Linked DNA regions of Zea mays: region 2 is linked to region 1. A link is a contact called in public Hi-C data. All regions are on one chromosome and are shown on one strand. Each heading gives the region's core, a stretch centred on a gene start, on an enhancer-like site or on the middle of the called end of the contact. The rest is flanking DNA. Distances are from core to core; before and after follow the strand shown.

Evidence for each region. A called contact is a pair of places that touch in the nucleus more often than the background predicts.
Region 2: a contact with region 1 is called in a Hi-C map of ear, with 2.2 times the contacts expected there. The contact joins the promoter of LOC100191300 here to the promoter of LOC100279988 in region 1. A contact is called at or near these places in 2 of 25 Hi-C or Micro-C datasets (ear and tassel).

Annotation. Positions count from the first base shown.
Region 1 is chr2:85,768,814-85,775,158 of Zm-B73-REFERENCE-NAM-5.0, forward strand. It overlaps LOC100279988, which reads left to right and starts at 2,470. Exons shown (of 10, transcript NM_001152936.1): 1 at 2,470-2,924; 2 at 3,039-3,174; 3 at 4,016-4,239; 4 at 4,324-4,548; 5 at 4,637-4,772; 6 at 4,895-4,968; 7 at 5,053-5,152; 8 at 5,248-5,308. The coding sequence starts at 2,911.
Region 2 is chr2:86,013,964-86,020,445 of Zm-B73-REFERENCE-NAM-5.0, forward strand. LOC100191300 reads left to right here and starts at 4,069. Exons shown (of 6, transcript NM_001136734.1): 1 at 4,069-4,624. The coding sequence starts at 4,303.

The DNA of each region.
Region 1 (6,345 bases), core at 1,220-3,719:
GACACGCTCGCGGATGAAGTGTAGGTCGATCTCCACGTGCTTTGTACACTGGTGCTACACAGAATTGGTGGAGAGGTAGACCGTGCTGACGTTGTCGCAGTAGAACGAGTGTTAATGTTCCAAAAGTTTATATTCTTGTTGTTAATCCGATGATTAAACAAGACCATGTTATGTTAAATGGAACATGGAGTGACCATCCAGGAAAATAGTGCAACCACGAGTGCTATCATGGTTTTGGCTTTGATAAATAGTTTTATAGACTTAGTGTTTAGCAACTTTACCTGAAAGATGGGTAAGAGGGGATGACAATGGTTTGGTGGCAGCTCACGTTAACATGGGGTGGTAGTCTTGGCTAAGATACCTCGCCCAGAGAGTCACCAATACTAACGTGAAAACCTTAGCAAGTGGTTTTGTACTAAAAATATTTTGTGAAAGCCTCATAGTGGATCCCTAATCATTCACCTAGGAAGTGTTTACGGGTCCGATCAACCCAGGGGCTCGACGAGAGGATTCCAGTCATAATATATATATATATATATTAATTTTCGTAATTATCTCATTTTTAAAATTAAAGATAATTCTAGAAAAAGGCTGAAATCAATTTTAATGCCCAAAAAATATCTCGAAGACTTCAAAAATTACAGGAAAATTTCTAGATATGATTTGGCACCTAATGAACACAAAAAACATGTTTAGTACTTTTGAAAAATGTTTTAAGTACCTCAAATAAATAGATTTTAAATTTCAGAAAATAGAAAATATGAAAATTTACGAGAAACTTCTACAAGACAAATTATCATGTTTCAAACACTTCTTGCACTTAGAAACATTATGCAACAGCATGAATGCAACAACCATGACACTTCTAGGGCTCACGCCAACATAAAACAAAATAACTCTCTATTGTTTTAATAAAAGGAAAAGAAAAGTGAAGAAAGGAAAGGTAACACCTGAATTTTGAGGACAGAGCAAAGAAATTTTTATACCCCAAAATGCAAGGTGTTACACTTTCTCAATACATTAGATGAATTTACAAACATACCTTCGGCTCATGAACAGTGGGATGCAAGAAGGTTTTCGAAGGCTAAACACTACAAAGTTATGGTCCTTGGAAAATGTACTTTATGCAGCGCACTGTTCATCTATTTATAGGGGAGACTAACCATCTTTATACATATTTACAGTAATGCCCATCAAAGCTTTCATACGCTGTTTACAAATAATACAATGTCAGTATCATATTTTATCTGTCTTTGGTTTTTGGGTCTCAGCCTTCGTCATTTAGGGAAGTCATTGCTTTTGGTCGTCGTTTCTGCTGCTTGCACATAGACGAAGTGTCTTTATTTAATGCTTCAGCCGAATGTTGGCTTCGTTTGTAAGAAGAAACGTTCCTTAAACACATTTACTTATGCCGAAGCTATGTGTTATTCGTTGTTTGTTTCTTCGTCAACAAGTAATCTTCGGCATGGCTTTTGTTGTGTCCTTAAGGTAGTCATGCAATACAGTTAATCAGAGGACCTTCGACAATGTATGCCCCCCAACAATGACTCCCTCTCCTGCATCGGTTAGGTCAAAGGCCTCAGGTAGAGTCAGGGGGTCGTGGCGTTCTATCGGAGTCCGGGATGACCCGATGGATTTTATGTGTCAACGGGTGGTCATAGAGGCTTGCACAAACTCTAAGCATTCAACAATAAGGATCATACTTATTGCATTGGAAGTTGCGACAATGTATAGAGAGGCTCATTTTATTTCGAGTGACAATCATTAGGAAACTAGTTAATATCAACACTCTATGTTAGACTACCGACGAAAATTACTATTTTCCGTCGCTAGCTTTCAGCCGACAGAAACTAGCTAACTTTTATAGATTTATCTAAAGATCCACAATTTTAGTCCATACAAAATTTAGTTTTTCTATTGTGGTAAGCCTGTATTTGGTTTTGCGCTATTTGCAAAAGGCGAGAAGATAGGGACTTAGTTTTTCTTAAAAGTTCGGAAGCAGAGCGTTGCCAACTTTTTTTTTGCACCATCGTCTGGTAGCCCTACACAGCACAGGACTACAGGAGACCATTTTCGAAGCGAAAAGGTTTCCACCTATGCTTTTGCTTCGCTAATTGCGTGACGAATAAATTTTTTATTTATACAGTTATTATACAAATAATATAGTAACTTCTTTGAGCATATTTTTTGTTTGGTCAGCAATTGGACCAATTTAGAATTTAGAGGGAGAACCCGAAGAAGAAGAAAATGGGGAGCGCTGGGGCCTGGGTGAGAGCTCCAAACGAGGTGGAGTAGCACAGCGGCCTGCGGCCCCTCATGTAGGTGGTAGGTCTGTGTTCTCGAAACAAAATCACATGTGTACTTTCTAGATTTATTTACCAAAGTTAAAGAAGGAAACTCCGACAGACCAAAGTCCTAACAGGTCTTTAACAACCCACGATCTGAAAGCAAAGCAGCAAAGCAGACCAACCCAGCGCAGCGCGCAACACCTCGCCAATTGCGACGCCGCCGCCGTCACTGTCGCCGCAGGAGTGCGAACCACGCTGCCGCCCGCTCCCGCCGCCCAAACAGCTTTATCCGAGCCCCGATTCGCCGGATCACATGCTGCGGCCACCTCTCAAATGACCTCTCAACTCCAGAGCACTTTGCTCCTGCTCCCGCTCTTCGCCGCCGCTGCTTTGGGCCGCGGCGGCGACGCCTCGACTGCGCCGTCGCTGGAGTTCCACCATCGGTTCTCCGCACCGCTGCGGCGGTGGGTGGAGGCCCGAGGGCGCGCGCTCCCTGGCGGGTGGCCGGCTCCCGGCAGCGCCGCGTACGTCGCCGCCCTTGCCGGGCACGATCGCCACCGGGCGGTGTCGGCAGCAGGGGGTAGTAGCAGCGACGCACCACCGCTCACTTTCGCCGAGGGAAATGCCACCCTCAAGGTCAGCAACCTCGGATTGTAAGGCATCTGTCTCTGTCTGTCAGAATTGTGTATGTTTGCGTTTCCGTGTCTGAGAATTTCACCAGAAAATTATTTCCTCTTGATTCTGGTGTAGTTTGCACTATGCTCTTGTGACCGTTGGCACACCGGGCCAGACGTTCATGGTGGCGCTGGACACAGGCAGCGATCTCTTCTGGCTGCCTTGCCAGTGTGACGGCTGCACGCCTCCAGCCACTGCTGCCTCTGGATCAGTAAGAGCTCACCTCTCCTCAGAATTCTGTGGATCTTCGGATCTGTTTGGTTATGGTCAGAAATGAGTATCACTCCACACAGCTGAGTGTTGGCAATAATTCCAACTTTAGAAACTTATGAATTGTTCAGTGTATTCAGGATTTAGTGCATGCTTAAATTTGTGCTGTATCTTGATACCCTTTTGCAAGTGTTATGCTTAACTGCATATCTAAGAATATTTTTGTCACGTTGCAGGACTCTAAGCTGTGACATGTGAAACTCATATTATGGTTAATATTCTATTCTTCTGATATGCCTATTCATGTAACAAAAAGGCTTTAAAGAGGCTCATGGTTAGATTAACATTAAACTCAGACTTTGTAATAATTTTAGTCTGATGCCTGATTTTATCCATCATCTAAAAACAATCTAAAGGCAACGCTTTAATGATAATTTCCCTCCTCTCAAAAACACGTTGATATGCCTAGTGAGTTTCATTCCATGCCTTTTATGTTCAACTGTAGCGAACGTAATTAAACACAAAATTGAAGCTCAATTGAGCAAAAGGCATGTTTATACAAGCCATGTACTAGCATACATCAAAATGTGGAGAATTTGAAGCTGCATTGAGTAATGGGACATTATAGCATGCTGTGTGAAAGGCTATTGATGTGCAGGTGGGAATTCATTATTGTGTTTACTAAGTATATAGCAGTTTTTCCCTATTATTTCTCTCACGGTTAGTGTGTATACTGTACTACTAATCTGGAAATTGATGTATGACAGTAAATTTTTTATGTTGGAACTGTTTACATGTATGTTCCTTGAAATTTATCTTTTATCTCACCATTTGAGTTTCAGGCTACATTTTACATCCCTGGTATGTCGTCAACTAGTAAAGCAGTTCCGTGCAACAGCAACTTCTGTGATCTTCAAAAAGAATGCTCCACAGCATTGCAATGTCCATACAAGATGGTGTATGTCTCTGCGGGCACATCTTCTTCTGGATTTTTAGTTGAAGATGTGCTTTATCTCTCAACGGAGAATGCCCATCCTCAAATTCTCAAGGCACAAATAATGCTTGGGTAATCATATTTCTGGAATCTGGATCTACTTGTAAAATACATTACATGCAGTATCTGAAAAAAAATTTACTTCTTTTTCATTAGTTGTGGACAGACTCAAACAGGGTCATTTCTGGATGCTGCTGCTCCTAATGGTCTTTTTGGACTTGGAATAGATGAGGTTTCAGTTCCAAGTATTTTAGCTCAGAAAGGTTTGACATCTAATTCCTTCTCGATGTGCTTTGGTCGTGATGGTATTGGGCGAATCAGCTTTGGAGACCAAGAGAGCTCAGACCAAGAAGAGACACCTCTTGACATCAACCGACAACAGTTAGCAACCTCTAGACTAGACACCTCTTGACATCACCCCCCATGTCTTGATATCTAATTCCTTCTTTATTTATTTCGTGTTGTCCAGTCCCACATACGCCATCACTATAAGCGGGATTACTGTTGGAAATAAACCAACAGACATGGACTTCATTACTATTTTTGACACTGGTACTTCTTTCACATACTTGGCAGACCCAGCGTATACTTATATAACCCAGAGTGTAAGTAAAACATCTGATATATGATTTTGTCTTCCATAAAGTTGACATAATTTTTTCACCAAATGGGAAGTTAGAAAGACAGATTTTTTCAATGTAACTGTTGCGGTGTACATCTTTTTCAGTTTCATGCGCAAGTTCAAGCAAATCGTCATGCTGCTGACTCCAGGATTCCTTTTGAATATTGTTATGATTTGAGGTTATTTTCTGAATTGATATACTCAACACATTATATGTTTTTCCATTCGATGATAAAATAATTATCTAAGCTAAACTTATCCAGCTCTAGTGAAGCAAGATTTCCAATTCCTGATATAATCCTAAGAACAGTTACTGGAAGTATGTTTCCTGTTATTGATCCAGGGCAAGTAATCTCCATTCAGGTACTTTGAGACCGTGATTCTTTTATTTGTATCTATATAGTGATAATGTCTTTATTTGATAACATTTTGTAACCATTTGTATGTGACACTTCCAGGAACATGAGTATGTTTATTGCCTGGCAATCGTCAAGAGCATGAAGCTCAACATTATTGGACGTAAGTTTGTTACAGTATCATAATAACTCTTCAGTTATTCTATATCATTTCTAGTCTTAGATAGAATTTTTTGCAGTGTTATAATTTACCTACGACCTGAACACTTGTAGGTGATTGCTGCAATGTTATATAGTTTCCTTACAGCTGTTAAAATTTTGCATGCTCCACAATTTTTATCATTTGCCTTTTTCCAACCACAAAGTTTGGTACTTTTCCAGTTGTCCCGCCTGCAAAGGGCTCTAGCTAAATTGGATAGATGGTCATAGTAACACTCCTTAGGTCTTAGGTTCAACTCTTCATGAAAGCTAACTTTAGGCTAAGATTTAAAAAATCCTCTCGTTTGTCCTACACTAAAACATAAGTCTATAGCCGAAGGCGGTTGTTCTTACATGGGCTACAATGTTGATATGGGTGGGACAAGATTTGTTACAGTGGATGCACTAACCTAGTTCAACCAAAAAACTTAAGTTGATGGGAGAAGGTAGTCAATTCAACACCTCCACTCACGTGCAGCTAGAGAGAAAGGCACAGACGTAGAAATAAATGGGTGGAGGCCCAAATAAAGCCTTTGCCACGATTCGAACTTGAGGCCCCTGACTTGTTACCGTGCACGCACTAACCTAGTTAAACCCAAAAATTTAAGCTGATGCAAGAAGGTAGTCAATTCACTTATACACTTCAACATTTTTGATCTACATGAGGGTTTACATGTCTTTTCTTAATGCAATATCCGAGGGCTATCTTCCCATAGGTCGAGTTGTTTTTCTAATTTTTATTATTTGCCTTTTCCCAACCACAATGTTTGATACTTCAACAATTTCCCCGCGTCCAATTGAACGATGCTGATTTCAGTTTATAGTAAAAACCAATTGAGACCAAAAAAATTTAAAGCATTTCTTTTGAAAGAATATAAAACATTTGCAACAGTTTGTCAAATTCAAAATGAATAATAACTTTTTGAGTACCTTACTGAGTAATAAGTATGATATGGCAATACCAGCCAGGAATTTTTTCAGTTCCTTCATGTAAAATTGAAA
Region 2 (6,482 bases), core at 2,819-5,318, 250 kb after region 1:
TCCCGGCGGCGGATCTCGTTCTCATGCCGCCGTTCACGCGAAGCATTGATGGAGCTTCGCGCGTCTCGGCGACTGTTGATGGCGTGTCGTAGATCGTTCGGCGGGTGAGCAAGCAGTAGAAGATGGTTGGCCGCCTGGGTGAACAGTCGTCGGTAGCCCTCGGCGTCGGGAGTCCGAGGGAGTCCATCAGCTATCCGAGCTAGTACTCCTCCGACTTCGCTCGGCGTATTCATGGCTCGGGCGAAGTCGGGGTTCAGGTTGCGCCCGAAGAATGGATTCTCCCGGCGTTGCCTTGCATCTTGCTCGGCTTGTTCCTGAGCCCGGCGGCGATCACGTCATCGGGAGTTCCTTCGTTCTCTGAAGACGCGTTCTTCCGGAGTTTCTCCTATCTCCGAGACCTCGTCTCGCGAGACAGGTTGCTCCGGATCCCGTTCTTCGGCCGCGTGATGTCGTCGAACGTTCCTGCGCCGGTTCCTCCGTCGGCGGGATTCTCGTTGAGGCGGTTCTTCTCCGGGTGCGGTCGGCTCGTCGTCGGAGACGGTGGGTGACTCCACTCTCCCGATGAAGAGGACGTCGGGGTAGAATGGTGCTGCTGTCGTGGCGACCTTCTTCCCGTTCTCCTTTGAGGGCGGAGGAACAGAAAGAACAACTTGCTTCCTCTTGGTCTCCTTCTTCCTCGCGATCTGTGTCCATTCTTTTGTCGGGGAAGTAGACAGTGGAGTTCTCCGGGTCAGCGGGCCCTCGGCCCTTGACTTTCCGGAGACGATATTTTTCCGGAGAGCTGGAGGTTGCGCTTCTCCGACATTTTCGGAGTTTGTTGGAGGAGACTTCTTTTCCGGCGGATCCGCAATGCGGTGTAGAGTTCCCTCTTCATCTGCTACGGATGAGATTGTTCCGAAGCAGAATACGGATCCGGGACGGAGGGTGATCTTGCTGTGGAAGGTAACGGCCATTGAGCTAGCTTGGATCGTCGACACACCCCCTACCTGGCGCGCCAGCTGTCGGTGTTTTGGGTCCGACCGCACACCCGGGGTTGCCCCTCAAGGTGTTTTTAGGAGTAGGACGGTGTCGACGACTGTAGCAAAATGGTTTGTGCCAATTGCACGAGGGACAGTGGACAAGGTTTACAGGTTCGGGCCGCTTAGAGATGCGTAACACCCTACGTCTTGATGAGTATGCTGAGTGAATGAGGTTACAAGAGAGCTCTCTGAATTGAGAATGCAGAGAGTCGAAGTGGGTGGCTAAGTAATAGGGTCGATCGTTCTGAAGGGGTGCCCCCTAGACCTTATATACTCGACCGTGGGGCAATACACGTGGATATGATAACAATGTGTAGCTAAAAGATAGTGAACTGTTTGAGTTTATCTCCTTGTAGTTCTGCCGACTTATCCTCGCATGGCTCCGTTGCATGGGGGCTCCAGCGCGGGAAAGTCGGATCTTTGTTGTGGTCGCTCGTTCGACGTTGTGGGCCGTCCGGGTTTGCACCAATCCGGCCCCATGTCGATCTGCTTTGCTGGTTGTCCCTCCCCAGGCCCACGAAAGAATGACCTTACGATTTATTGGGCCCTTGGGCCTTTCGTGAGGTCTTTTACTCTTTTAGTGGACCCGGGGGATATCTATCCCCCACATCAGGGATCGAGAAAGGGATATTTCGAAAGGATCCTTCTCAGCGAAGGAAACGGGCCCCGAGCCCTCCTACTGATCAGGGGTTCGAAGGTTGCGCCCTGCGGGGATCGACAACTGCCCCAGAGCACTCGGGCTCCGAGCCCTTTACTGATCAGGGGATCAAAGGTTGGCCCCTCGGAAGGGTTCGACAGCTGCCCCAGAGCATGCAGAGTGAGGGATGACCCTGGGTACGTCCGTTACATGGCCGAGGCTCGGGCTACGCTCCCGAGGTACCCTAAGACATTTCCGAGACTAGCAGGAATGATTTGTAATGGAATCCCACCGGAGGGAGGCACCGAGCCCTCGGACCCTATCAAATGGGTCCGGGTCCAGCGAATCACCTGCAGGTACTTTTGGAGCGCGCCTCTGGGCCACTAGTCGACCCTTATCGAACGGGGCTCGGGTGTCCACTCGGATTACCCGCTAGCAACTCACTGGAAACACCATGTTCAGCGCCCACCGAGGGTAACATGACACGTTCCCCCTCCTCCATGCGAAAAGGTGACGACGGGGCGTACAATAAAAAGCCGAGACGACCCTCGATCGTCCTCTCGCTCCGTGCAGAGGCTCGGAGGCTGCTCTTGCACCAGGCTACGGCCAAATTGTCGACCACGTCGACATACTAGCTTAAAAACTCGGAGCCCGATCATGCACCCGAGCTGCGGCTAGGCCGCATGAGGGAACAACAAGGCCAACCGAGGAATCACGAAAAGAATTAAGACCTCAGAGGAGTCAAACCACTCCTCCGAGGCCTCGGGGCTACACCCAACGGGTGCGCTCGCGCGCACCCATCAGAACAAAGTATAACCGAGAAAGGCTGGTCCCCTTGCAAAAAATCCGGCGGAACCTCCAAGCGAGTGCCTACACTCTCTTTGAGGCTCGGGGGCTACTGTCGGGTACCGTAATTAGGAGTACCTCCAATACTCCTAAACACGGTTGAAAAACATCTTCAGAACAAACCGTAAAGACTGACAAGCACGGTTCAAGTCAGGGCCTCATCTGCCAAGAGATGCGATCTCGTCTCGCCCGATCCCGGCCTCAGACAAGAACAGTAGTCCCGGACGGATTCACGCCTCGCCCGAGGGCCTCCTCAAGCAGTGGGCACACCCCCGGCTCGCCCGAGGCCAAGCTCGGGCAAACTTTGTCGTACACCAACCTCGGCCATATCGCCTTACCACCGACCGTATCGCATGCACATTTAATGCGGGGATCACCTGGCATCTTATCTTGACACACGCGCCTCAGTCGGCAAGGTCGAAATGATCGCAGTCACTTCGCCCCCTTTACTGACCGTTCTGACAGGGAAACAACACTATTCACCCTGTTCCGACTACTGTGCCAACCCCCAGGGCAAAACTGACGACAGTAAGTCACGACCTCCTCCGAGTTCAGCCTCGGGCACAACAGGGAGCTCCGCCTCGCCCGATCCCAGGCCTCGGCCTCAGCCTCGGCATCGGAGGAATCACTGCCTCGCCCGACCTCGGCCTCGGACCGACTACGCCACAGGGGATACATCATTACCCTACCCCTAGCTAGCTGCCTCAGACTACGAAGGAACAAGACCGGTGTCCCATCTAGATTACTCCGGCAACAGGTAATGATGGTTCCCTGCATGCGTCCATGACGTCGATTGTTCTCAACTCCCTACGAAGGCAAAGAAACGTCAGCAGGACCCCGGGCTGCACCGTCAGCTATGCTTCTACAGAGCTCAAGCACTTCTTCGCCTGCCACGTTAGCGCACAGTTACACTCCCATATGTACAACTGGATCATCTCCTTGTATCTATAAAAGGGGATGTCCAGGACCTTCTCAGAGAGGGAGGAGCAGGGAGAGAAGGCGAGGGCAGAGGCGAAGGAGGCCAACTCAGACGGCTCACTCCAAGGCCAAACCCTCTCTCTCTCGACGCTTGTAACCCCTACTACGAGCACCCCGGTGCAAGATAATATAAGCCTCATCCCCCTCTTGTGTTTAATCTTGCATCAACCCATCTGGGCAGGGACACGCAACATCAAATTCACTGGTCGGTTGAGGGTCCTAGCGGATCCAAAACGCCGACAACCACATAACGCATTACATGTTCCATTATATGGTCATCAAATATTTGTTAAGCATTCTATGACACTATGGCCCAAAATGTCGTTAAAATAGTAAAAAATATGACTGAAGCACAAGTTCATGCTTTTGAGTTAAATTTATGTTATGTATTTTATAGTCACATGTTAACGCGTATGAGTGAGGGTGCAATGTTCTAATACCCGTTTAACCATTAGATAAAGATTTTTGTTAAATAATAGATCAACAGGTAAACCTATATACATATCCTAATTGCGTACCCGTCGATATATCGGGTCGCGACTCACGAGTACCCGTCGCTATCTCCATTCGCTGGTAGGACCTATGAACGTCTTTGGTTCGCCAGAAAGCTCTTGCTTATGGGTCCATCTTTCCACGGTTGATTCTGGTCGCCCGGCGGCCAGAAGCCCAGAACCTTTGCTGGCAGGCCGCGAACCAACCAAACAGCTGAAGTCTGACGACGAGCCTTGGTTCAGAGAAACAGGGCACTGGGTTTAGAGCCCTTCGGATCTAGTATTGTCGTTCACCGGCGGCGACCAGGCCAAACCCTAGAACCTTGCCAAGATGAGGTCGTTGCGAGCGGCGCAGACCCTAGTCTCCCGTTCCCTTTTCTCAGCGCGCCATCTAAGCGGCGCAGCCTCCCCCGCCACGGCCGCCGCCGCGGGCGCGCGGTGGTGTGCAGCGCCGGCGCCACCGCCCCGTTCGCCGCTTCCATCCTCGAGGGTGATGCCTGCCGGGGTTGCCGGCGCAGTATCCTTCTCCCTTACCTTCGCTACTGTAGCGGCGGCGGAGGCCAAGGCCAAGGAGCGACCGCAACCGGATCTGTTGCCGCAGAACGTGGTGCTGTACCAGTACCAGGCGTGCCCCTTCTGCAACAAGGTCAGAGGTGAGTCACCTTCCAGTGTATGTTACATTTGAAATCAGATTTCCACTTACTTCTGGGGTTAGGAGAGTTTTTCCACTTCTGGGATCAGGAGATTTTTTTGACTCATTTTTGTGCAGGAATATATGCATTTTTTAAATGCTAGAGCACATCATCTTATATAATAAAAAATCTACATGCTTTGCTCTGCTTGCTTAGAGATGGATAAGACACACACCCAATACTCCAATAGATGAACTTAATCTGGTAAATTCAAGAAGCAGTCATTCATCACAAAAGGGTGCATCACTACTGAGAGGAGTGCTAGGTTGCTGAAGATGAGGATGATACATGACCATTAAGTTGATTCCACAAGGATTACTTCTATTTCCACAACTGCTGATTGTTGGTGGTCACAATATTGTTTGTTGTTTGGTTAACTGCAGAAACTGCAACACCAATCCAAGACCAACCAGGATCAAACCAACTATAAGGTTGTGTTCCAGTTTGGTTTGGTTTGAAAACCATCAAGCGCTGCCTGTTACCGTCATCCTTAGTTAGGGAGGGACCCTTGAATCGAACTATATCCTTGCAGGTGTGCGATCTACTATCTTCAAAAACATTGCTCGACTGCCTCCAGAATTAACTCAACTCATCCCAAACAGAGCTTTCTGCTGTCGTATCAGGCATCTAAACATCCAAATCATACTCCTTGTCCCAGATTGGGTGGAAGAACTCACAGCTACGGATGCAAGTGAGCTATCCCGTGAACCACATAAAGGTTTAATTTTGCGGGTTGCCACGAGCTACCCACAAGGCCACAACCACAAAGTTAAGCCTTTATGCGGGTTCACGGGCTAGCCCACTTGCATCCCTAATCAGTGTGAGAGAACAACAGAACTAAACGAACCAAGAAAACTTGCCTTCCTTTGCTGAGCCATATAGAATAATGGTGGGGGGCGGGGTGGCACCAGAAAAGTTAGGGACCAGCAGGTATCAGTTTTTTTTGTCTTCCTTTTTTATTAGAAACATGAGTTCTGTTAGGCTGTAGGTTGAAGAGACAGAGATGCAGCCTGCCATCTCAAAACTGTTGAGCTTGTATATAATTTGCTGGTCTAAAACCATAAAAATCTTACTTTTCTTGGGCTAGTCTGGTTTTTTTTTTCTGCTAACCGCCTAACCCATGTAAAAGTGCATGACAAGGCTACTCCTTAATGCATCTAGCTCCATTGTAGCAGCCAATATGTGGCATGCCACCATGTTCCGCTCTGTCTATTCTCTTTATTTTCCATCACCCCCATGTTTCCATGTTGCTCACAATGATAGGGATGTTAATATTTATGCGGCAACAAAACTCTCATACGTGTCATAGATACGTGGATGCAGCATCCTCCAAAAAATGCATGATAGTAGTTTTAAATAAATTATATTGCATTACTATCTGAAAGTACTAGCAGCCTAACAGGAACATTAAAATTACCTTGCAATATTGCCGTTTTTCAATTTTCCTTGCAACTTTCCAATTAGCCAACAGCAAAGCCAAGCATCTCCATTCACCAGTGCTCCAAGTCTGGACTTTTGCAAAAACCAAATAAGAATGTGTAGCAATTAGGGGCTCTTTTTTTCGTGACGGTGCCTAAGCACAAACAATTAGGTCTTGTGTTCTTATTTCTTACCCCTGCTTTGAAGTCTAATTGTGATTTTGCCCTCATTTAACTTTGTGATACTGTCCCTGCTTTTCCAAAACGAAGGTAGAGTTTACTCCTAGTTTAGACTTTAGAGGAGTTAACACTACTCGGCCGGTAGGGGAAAGACGCCCGCACGTATTATATTAAGAAGCTCAATTGGAACCCCGACCGAGAAAGGTCACGAAAGCTGCCCC